2 separate regions of the Canis lupus genome follow, and region 1 is linked to region 2. Evidence: chromatin contacts called from public Hi-C data. All regions are on one chromosome and are shown on one strand. The core of a region is the stretch at or near the end of the contact, and the rest is flanking DNA. Distances in the headings are between cores, read along the strand shown. Region 1 has its middle 180 kb from the start of KCNMB2. Region 2 overlaps TBL1XR1 (F-box-like/WD repeat-containing protein TBL1XR1).

Region 1 (4,678 bases), core at 948-3,447, 1.0 Mb after region 2:
GGGCTATGGGGTAAGGAGAGCTCCAGCTGTAGGTGAATGTTCTCTTCCAGGTTCCTCACTGGGCCACCATCGGAACTTCCGGGTTCCTCACTGGGCCACCATCTGACTGTCCAGGTTCCTCACTGAGCCACCATGACCTTCCAGGTTTCTCACTGGGCCACCATCTGACCTTCCAGGTTCCTCACTGGGCCACTATCTGACCTTCCAGGTTCCTCACTGGGCCACCATCCGATCTTCCAGGTTCTTCACTGGGCCACCATCTGACTGTCCATGTTCCTCACTGGGCCACTATCTGAGTGTCCATGTTCCTCACTTGGCCACCATCTGACCTTCCAGGTTCCTCACTGGGCCACCATCTGACTGTCCAGGTTCCTCACTGGGCCACCATGACCTTCCAGGTTCCTCACTGGGCCACCATCCGACCTTCCAGGTTCCTCATGGACCACTATCTGACTGTCCATGTTCCTCACTGGGCCACCATCTGACCTTCCAGGTTCCTCATGGGCCACCATCTGACTGTCCAGGTTCCTCACTGGGCCACTATCTGACTGTCCATGTTCCTCACTGAGCCACCATCTGACCTTCCAGGTTCCTCACTGGGCCACCATCTGACTGTCCATGTTCCTCACTGGGCCACCATCTGACCTTCCAGGTTCCTCATGGGCCACCATCTGACTGTCCATGTTCCTCACTGGGCCACTATCTGACTGTCCATGTTCCTCACTGGGCCACCATCTGACCTTCCAGGTTCCTCATGGGCCACCATCTGACTGTCCATGTTCCTCACTGGGCCACTATCTGACTGTCCATGTTCCTCACTGAGCCACCATCTGACCTTCCAGGTTCCTCACTGGGCCACTATCTGACTGTCCATGTTCCTCACTGAGCCACCATCTGACCTTCCAGGTTCCTCACTGGGCCACTATCCGACCTTCAGGGTTCCTGGCTCTGGAAGTGGAAGCCCTGGCTGTGGAGGCAGAGAGTGGAGGGCCTGACGGCCAATCCCAGTGGCTCTCTTCAGGTGATGTGCACCAGCAGAGGCCAGGGGCCGACCTGCCCCCAGAGTCTCCGTCACCCACCTGCCCCCTCCATCCACCGTCAGAGTCACTGAAGGGAAGAGGGCCCAGACGGAGCTGCGGCCTCTGGGGGCCTGGGCTGCTGGGCGGCTCTGGGACCCCCGCCGGTGGACTGAGCATGACAGACATGGGACTGTGCTTCGCCTGCGGGAAAGCAGTACCCTGTGCACAGCACGGTGAGACCCATGCCTGCTGGACACTGTGGGACCCAGGAAGGGGACAAGTGGGCTCCTGGTCTCCACGGGCTGGAGGAGAGACTGAGAGCTGTTAGGATTGTGGGCGTCCCCAGGGCAGTGTCGTCGGAGAGCGGCCGGGCCAGGAGGGCCTCAGAGCTTCCCGCCAACTGTGCCTTGTCTCTGCCCAGGCGGCTTGGCCCGATGCGCTGTCCATCCCATGCCTGTCCCCCTTCCAAGCAACCTGCGCTCAACCCGGGGAGATGCAAAGAGAGAGAGAGAGAGAGAGAGAGGTGTCTCCCCAGGCTCTTCCCGTGCCCGGGGTCAGTCACCTCCCCCGTCACTGCCGCCTTCAGAGAATCAGCGGCAAAGTTGAGGAAGTGGATTTTTGTCACCTTTGCTGCTCACTCTGGAAGGAGCAGGGGCGATGGCCTTGTGATGGGACCATGACACCACAGCGCACGAGAGACAACCAACCATCGGTGCCCAACGTCTACGTGCTCATCTAGGTGTTCGTGCATCAGGACCGAGGGCCTTGTGGTTGACAGGGGAGGTGGCCTCACTCGAGCGAGCGCCCGGGGCCGGGGCCGTGGAGCAGCCCTGACCTGCAGCGAGCGCGCGCTCCCGACGCTGCCTGATGCGCGGTGACCTCACCAACAAGCAAACCACAAGTTGTAGGAGAAAGTCACAGAAGAAAATGGAGCCACTTCTGCACACGATGTATTTGTGGAAAAGACAGGACAACAAAACGCTTCGGGACGCTGTAAGCTCTAGGGACCTGAGCAACACACCAAGGAGGCTGAAGAGAAGACCCCGCGGCCTCCGGCCCTGCCCCTCAGGACAGTAGAGATGTGTCCACAGCCTTCTGTCCCTCCGAGCCACCCACCACCTCGCCGCTCAGGTGTGTACCGGCCCAAGCGGCCCTGTCCTCAGCAGCCTGCTGCGTCCTCTCCTGCAGGGCCATGTCCTCTCCGCATAGGGCCACGTCCTGTCCTGCAGGGCTGCGTCCTCTCCACACAGGCCATGTCCTCTTCGGCAGGGCCACATCATGTCCTTCAGGGCCACATCCTCTCCTGCTGGGCTGCATCCTCTCCACTCAGGACCACGTCCTCTCCTGCAGGGCTGCATCCTCTCTGCTCAGGTCCATGTCCTGTCCTGCTGGGCCGCGTCCTCTCCTGCTGGGCCTCCCCCGCCACGTGGGGCTGGCCTCCCGGCCCAATGCTGCAGCTGTGAGCACTGCACACCCGCCACAGGGACGCAGGGCCCTGTCACCGGGAGCGTCAGTGCACAGACACCCGCGCCTTGGAGACACCCAGCCAGAGCGCCCCCCACCGGGTGAAGGCAGCCCCGTGAAGGCGTCCAGGACACCAGGCAAACCGTCACCTCCCAGGGAGTCTCGGCGGCACAGGCAGGCCGCTCTGTCCCCGCCTAACCTGCTGCACATGGGACACAACGATGATGGGGAAGAGGAGAAACCAGCGTCTCCCTTCCCCTGCAGAGCCAGCAGCCGACCTCAGGGAAAACCACTTGAAGGGCAGTGAGGCCTGCATGTCACAAAGGCTCCCAGTTCTAAGGTCCCCCACAAAACGCTCTTGTCCTCTAGCTCCCGGACTGCCGCCCCGGAGGCTGGTTGGCGGGCACAGATACGTCACGTGTGGCCATCCCACTGGTTCCAGATGAACTGGTTGCTCAAAATACTTTTATAGACATAATTTTAAAGCTTAACAATATCAGAAAACATTTCAGAAAGTGATAGATTACAATGTTGAAACTGCGAAAGCCCTTCAAAGTAGACAAAAAATCATTGTTGACCGTTTTACTACTTTAAGCCAAAAATAGAGTTGTAAAGTTTCCCAGTAACTTCTTTCTCACATCTCCTACATCCCCTGACAAGTTGTTTTTCAAAGAAACAAGGACACGCTGCCTGATGAAGAACATGAGAGGGGGTGGATGTCGTCTGTGAGCCAGTGCTGAGAGGCACTCACTCAAGAAGAGCAAAGCCCAGTGAATGTTAATAAAAAAACAATGGGCTTAATTATATTTAAAAAGGTCTATTGCAGGGCACCTGGGTGGCTCCATCCTTGAGCGTCTGCCTCCAGCTCAGGTCATGACCCAGGGTCCTGGGATGGAGCCCAATCCAGACCCCTGCCCAGCAGAGAGTCTGCTTCTCCCTCTCCCTCCCCCTTCTTGTGCTCCCTCTCTCTTTCTCTCTCTCTTTCTCTGTCAAATACATAAATTTTAAAAATCTTTAAAAAAAAAAAGGTCAATTGCTATTGACACTGAAGAAAAGTAGACCTTTATTCTTTCAAGAATTAGCATGATTTTAGGTAAGACAAATATAAGACTGGAGTTTTCAGTTACTAGGAACATATTTTGGGTCCACACATCCTCGTGATTTATCTCTCAGTTCTCACCAAAACACTGTACGTGTTATCAGCTCCATTTTAAAGTCAAGGGGAAAAACTCAGAAAGGTTAAAGGGCTCATTCAAAGTCCCAGCATTTATCACAGAGCCCAGTTTTGGTTCTAGACTACCTGATTCCATTGCCCACCTGGCCACTGCTTATTTATGTACGGCCTTTTATGCTAGATTTTTTTTCACTTTTTTCCATAGTTAAAAAAATCAGAACAGAAATAATATTTTGTGACACAAGAGAATTCTATGAAATTCAAATTTCAGTATCTGTGAATAGTTTTATTGAAACACAACCACCCTCATTTTTTTTTTATATATTGTCAATGGTTGCCTTTGCACCAGGGCAAGGTTGGGCACTTGATAGGTACTGAACAATACATGAAAAAAGCAAATAAATAACCATCTTCATGGCTGAAATAAATATAACTTTCAATAAATTCATTGCTAGGTCTTTTAAGGAAGGAAGAGTAAATGGAATCTAGAATACTTTAGAATGTGATAATAACAGAAATAAATGCCATGCTCAAAACTTGGCCATATGTTATTATAGGAGGTAAGTTCCCCAAAAAAGCCCTTATACCAAAATAAAGCATTTCCTATTTTAAGTGGGTAGATTGGCATGATTCACTACAGCTATATTTTATTATTTTCTATCAGCCAAACATTTAGAAATTTAATTTGTCCAAACAAAAATTGTGATTCACGGTCCAAGTTTGAATAAACACACGAAAACATTAAGATGAGTACAAACCATATTCATTTATTGTTGCCTATTTTCATTTTACAAATATTTATAATTTTAGGCTCAAGCTGCTGTGTTAGGCAAAGCATCAGAGCACAGGATGCCCGTCACGCTGTGCTGAGTGGCCTGGCTTTACCTGAGGGTGATGGAGAGACATGAAAGACTTTCAGGTATGGGAGGAACTTGGGGATCCTAATAAGGAAGTGGGCAGTGGATAAAGAGCAGTGCAGAAAACCAGAGGTTTATAGGTAGAATAAAAATGTCACCAAAGA
Region 2 (5,253 bases), core at 1,292-3,791:
CTCAAGAATACTAAAATTGTCTAAGATGTTTCTTAGGCTTGGGAAGACAGGTAAAAAATGGATGCAAAGTCACAAGGAAGGAAAGAAGGCAACATGGAATAAAGGAAAATATACAGGAACTTTAAAAATGCTAATTTTCCACAAATCAATCATAGTTGGAAATGGAAACAAACAGAGCTGGTTATCATGTACTTGAAACCGACGGGTGAAGCTTTGTCAACGAGGAGCTCAAACTTTCTGGTGAGTCAGAGCACTAAAGGTATCTCTGAAAGATGTGGAATGACATAGAGGATCAGCTAACTGTAAGATTCCCACAGCTACAGCAGAGCCTAGACTAATGGTCCCTAAAAGGCAGTCGGCAATGAAGTCTTCAGCAGTTCTGAGCAAAATGAGAAAAACAAGAACATGCTTTTATTTTGCAAATTTCTCTTACCCCTAGCAAAGGACTTCGCAGTTAAGGACTTAGTGTGTGCCAGTTGTTGATTTTCATCTATCACCCCATTTATGTACTACCATTACCACACCTCTACCTAACATTTGAGGAGCATGAAGTGCAGAGGGGCAACCACCAGTGTGACAAAGGTTCTGCTGCAAGATCAACTGCAGAGCTGCAAGTCGAACCTAGGTCTGACTGCTGGAGGGCCAGCCTTTGATTTAATAGCATATTTGAGAACGGGGAGTCCTAGGTTGTCGTTCTTATTAGTGAAATTCAAAAATATCTGAACAAATGGACAAACGCTGCTATTAGTCTGAGGTTCAGAGATGTTAAGTAGATTAGGAACTGTAGTCATCACGGATAATACAGTGATACTCACATTCCAATCTAGGGATGTCACATCCTTGTTGCTTGGGACATCTTGCCCTCCTTCCCGTATACAATGTCTAAGTACTAATTGTGTGGAGCCACTAGTGCTATTTTCACTAAGATTCCATATTCTTGCTGTTGAGTCTCCAGACCTAGAAAGTATGCAATATATTTTAAATTGTCATGATATTCTCAAGTATCCCAGAATCAAAGCAACATATTTACATACTATTATTAATAAGGCAAATAAAAACTAGACTCTCTGGGGTTTCCATTTCCACTATATTCCTTAGTCTCCATTTTGGGGGCCCTCAGCACTTTTGAAGAAGCTTAATTAAAACTTCTAAGATTATGGGGGCACCTGGAGGGCACAGTTGGTTGAGCAACTGACTCTTCCTTCTGGCTCAGGTCATGATCTCACAGGTCCTGAGACCCAGCCCCAAGTCGGGCTCTGTACTCAGTGTGGGGGCTGCTTGAGATTCTCTCCCTCTCCCTCTCCCTCTCCCCCTCCTGCTTGTGTGTGCGCATTCTCTCTCAAATAAGTATACCTTTTCAAAAAATAACTTAAGATTAAGTTATGAAGAAATAAAGATTTACAGAGACAAAAGGACCACAAAGAAGCAACAAAAACATGTCAGTAATGCTTTTATAAAATGTGTACTCGTTCAGTAGGATATTTAAGTCTCACATTAAGAAACATACCCCGATGCCAAGAGATCACTAACGGGGTTCCAGGCACAGATGAAAACTTCGGATTCATGGCCCCGTAACACAACTGCTTTATTAGGAGGGATTTCAACATCCCCGTCCACTTCCATCATATCAGTATGATTATCTGTGTCATGAGAATCAAGTGGAAAATTCCGGTTAGGTATTATTATAACGCCCTGAGGGGGGAAAATAATTCTTAACCAGCATTTTATACCTCCCTTGTAACATATAATGTAAAAAAACAAAAAACAAAAACCAAAAACCAAAAAACTATGTCAGGTAATGGCAAAAATAATTATACAGCACTTGTCACACGAGAAATAAATTCCTATCTTTAGTTACGTCTGACCCTACTATTTTTAAAAAGATGTGTGTGTGTGTGTGTGTGTATGTGTGTGTGTGTGTGTGTGTGTTTGGGGTGATGAGGAGGCAGTGAGAAAGACTGCAAAAAGGTTAGAGCCAAACAAGGCTAAAATGATAAAATGATCTGAATTAAATATAGTCCATGCCAACACTATTCTGAATTTCTGCCAGTAGGGGTTGCTGATATCATTCATATAACATGAGAGTTGCCTTCCTATCTCCATGTCAGAGCTTTACTGGGTTAATGACTAGTATTACAAATTTTCTTTCAAAGTCAAGAGCAAACAACAAAATTTATCTTATAGTAGAAAATGGTTTCTAAATATTTAAAGAAGAAAATAAAATCCATGAAAGTAAATCTAGCTTTTTGGAGCTTCAGGAATAAAAATCTGAATTGTGATACAAGTTAAGGGAACAAGTTGGCATAAATGAAACAGACGATGTTACTTCAGTTTAGAAGATGACACATCTACACAAAGCAAAATACTTTTCCTGCAAAGGAATTTTTAGAAATTCTTATTTCAGCTCACTTGCTATAGTATGTGCTCCGTTCTCCTCCCCATTTGCTGTGTTTTCTCCATTTTTTGCAGACCCCTGTTGGTTTGTGGCGGCTGTGGAGGTGGCGGCAGCTGCGGCCTGCTGCTGTGCGAGCTTATCCCTGTAAGCTTGCTGTCTGGTCTGCACCACATCAGGCATTACGGCGTCTATCAGCGACAGAGACTCTATTGGCCGACCATCGAACAAGGTACCATCCTGGAGATGGAGAATTTTGAGGCAGAAAACACGAAAGAGACATACTTAGGGTGAAGCAACGGCAAGGAGCTGCTGAAATTCTCCTTCCCACCTAGTTCATACTGGTGAGGATAAAGCCGAAATATTGAAAGGAATAGTGAAAAGTGGGCCCAGGTGATAAGAAGTTTATTAATTAGATCCCAAAATTCCGTCGGGGAAAAGCAATGAACAACACTAAGGAGTTCATGCAACGGGAAGAGAGGCTTGGGGCCACATTAGGATAAACACTTCTTTACAACAAAAAACTTTTAAAATAGCTTTAAGAGGACTTGGTGCATCTGGGTGGCTCAGGGGCTGAGCGTCTGCCTTTAGCTCAGGGCGTGACCCCGGGGGGGTCCCAGGATCCAGTTCCGCATTGGGCTCCTCTCGAGCAGCCTGCTTCTCCCTCTGCCTGTCTCTCTCATGAATAAATAAATAAAATCTTAATAAAAAAAAGGACTAAAAAATTTCTCGTAATTTGATTCAATATCAAAACAAGAAACAGTCGTCAGATGCTCGGCCATCTGATCGTCTCATTCTCCTAACGACGAGATGGGAGCACTAAGGTTTAGAGGCAGATGTGCGGAAGTCCCAGGGCCAGGCCAGGCGCCGGGCACTCCTAGCTGGCGCTCTTCCTCGGTGACCTGAGGACCACCAGCACGGCCACCGCACCTGTAGTCTGTTAGAAACGGACAGTCAAACCTACAGAGTCGAAATCTCTGAGGGGCTCGGGAATCCCTGCTTTCACAAGCCCTCTCGGGTAGTTCTAGCACACGAACATTCGAGAAGTACCACCCTCACTCTGAGACGGGTGCTCTTTAATTTTATGGCATTGCTGTAAGTTTACAAAGCTCCTCCCATTGATATCAGGAGGCTACAAGTTAATAAAAAGTTCTCCAGTGGCCACATGGAGACAGAACAAGTCAGAAACAGAAACTGGGACAATGCACATGTAAGGCCCAACTCACTCAGGCTGCTCAAGGTGCACTAACCCAAGACCTACCTACAGGGCAGTGAGGGGGTTGCTCTGAGCTACAACAACACCGCGCATCTTTCTGAGCTGTCAGCTGCAATGGAGTATTTGAGGAGCTGGAGAATTTAAGTAATTTATTTAATGCCAACACAGATACACCGTAGAGTACTACATTAAATCTACAAAATATGTATTTTTCAGATACCATGAGACTTTAACTCTGGCCACTGGTGGAGACTGTTTCTCACCCCCTGTGATAAAGGATAATCTGGGACAGAAAACACTAAAAGTCAATGAGGACACATTTAATTTAATATTAGTGGATTTTTCAGTTTTGGAGATGAAGAAACTCAAAAATAATGAAATCAGAATTAGAGTACTACATAATTATAATAATAAATACTGGTATAGAAACCAAGGAGGTTTATTTAAAAAAAAAAAAAACTTGCTAAAGTAAAGGGGAACATGTTAAGCTCTGAAATGAAAATAAAGAGCTCCACGTATTATAAATCTTGATCACTTATGAAAATTTTCAGCTAGACCAAGGTTTGCAAACTTTTTCTGTGAAAGGCCAAACAGTAAATATCTAAGGCTCTGCGGAGCATAAGGTCTCTGTCACAACCATTCAATACTGCCACTGTAGCACACAAGTAGCCGAGACAGTACATAAATGAAGGAGCGTGGCTGGGTTCCAATCCAGCAACGGGCAAGCAGGCAGGATTTGGCTCATGGGTCATCGCTGGCCGGCACTGGAATTGTATAGGCAAAAGCATCAAGAGTTGGCTTTAATCATAACCTGCCTTCCAAAATCAGGTATAACCAAATAACCTGAGGTTTTGGGATTTTTCAGACTGCCAATTACGGTCTCCGTGTTCCACAGCACACTGTTGTTTTAAAGAGAACGGTTTCTTATTAGTTACTTATAAAACCATAGAAAGGGAAATAAATGAGAACCAAAGGTTCGTGCAGCTGGGAGCCAGCAGGCCTTGCCTGTTCACCCTGACTGGGACACCAGGAACGCCACCCTTCAACTTTGTCAACCTAGGGAAGCTGAAGCCGGATAATGAATGAAGAGACAAGATATTAGATTTAAGGACAAATTTAAGAGTAAGACTTATTAGTATTTCAAATAAGGTTTCCTTACCTCATTAATACTAACTTCTGCCTCTACATACTGTAGACCTTTCTGGATGATAGAAATCAATGCAGCAGGTGGGACGAGGGCACCATTTATGTTAGACTGACTGATATGGCTTTCTATACCAAAGGTAAACGCTGAATGAGAAAATCCTAAAACCAAAAAAAAAAAAAAAAAAAAAAAAGATATAAGAATTTATTCTCTCCCAATGGCAACATGCTATTTAAAAGACACAAATGAAAGATCTCTGTGATCTTGCAAAATCACAATCCATCCATTTGAAATCTCAGACTGTTAGCTAAGGTTAAATATGTTTTTAAACAAAAAATATAAAAATCCAAACATACTAGCTTTTACATATTTTCCTTTTCACTTTAATTACAAAAAATATGATATAAAATTTCTAGTGCATATAAAATTTAGCTGTAATTTTCCTCAAAGAATAGCATCAAACTTTAAAACTGCGGGGAAGGGGAGAAGGAGTCTTTGGAA

The links. A called contact is a pair of places that touch in the nucleus more often than the background predicts.
Region 1: a Hi-C map of blood shows a contact between it and region 2, with 4 times the contacts expected there. The contact joins two enhancer-like sites. A contact is called at or near these places in 3 of 9 Hi-C or Micro-C datasets (amygdala, blood and skin fibroblasts).

What each region holds. Positions count from the first base shown.
Region 1 is chr34:41,869,239-41,873,916 of UU_Cfam_GSD_1.0, forward strand. No RefSeq gene overlaps it. Among named protein-coding and RNA genes, the nearest start is that of KCNMB2, 180 kb to the right of the region's middle. Within about 2 kb of position 2,198, at least 4 of the 20 cell types and tissues checked have an H3K27ac peak or open chromatin away from gene starts, as enhancers often do.
Region 2 is chr34:40,849,995-40,855,247 of UU_Cfam_GSD_1.0, forward strand. TBL1XR1 (F-box-like/WD repeat-containing protein TBL1XR1) reads right to left here. Exons shown (of 15, transcript XM_038583941.1): 3 at 4,768-4,913; 4 at 2,410-2,632; 5 at 1,508-1,640; 6 at 816-957. Among named protein-coding and RNA genes, the nearest start is that of TBL1XR1, 140 kb to the right of the region's middle. Within about 2 kb of position 2,542, at least 3 of the 20 cell types and tissues checked have an H3K27ac peak or open chromatin away from gene starts, as enhancers often do.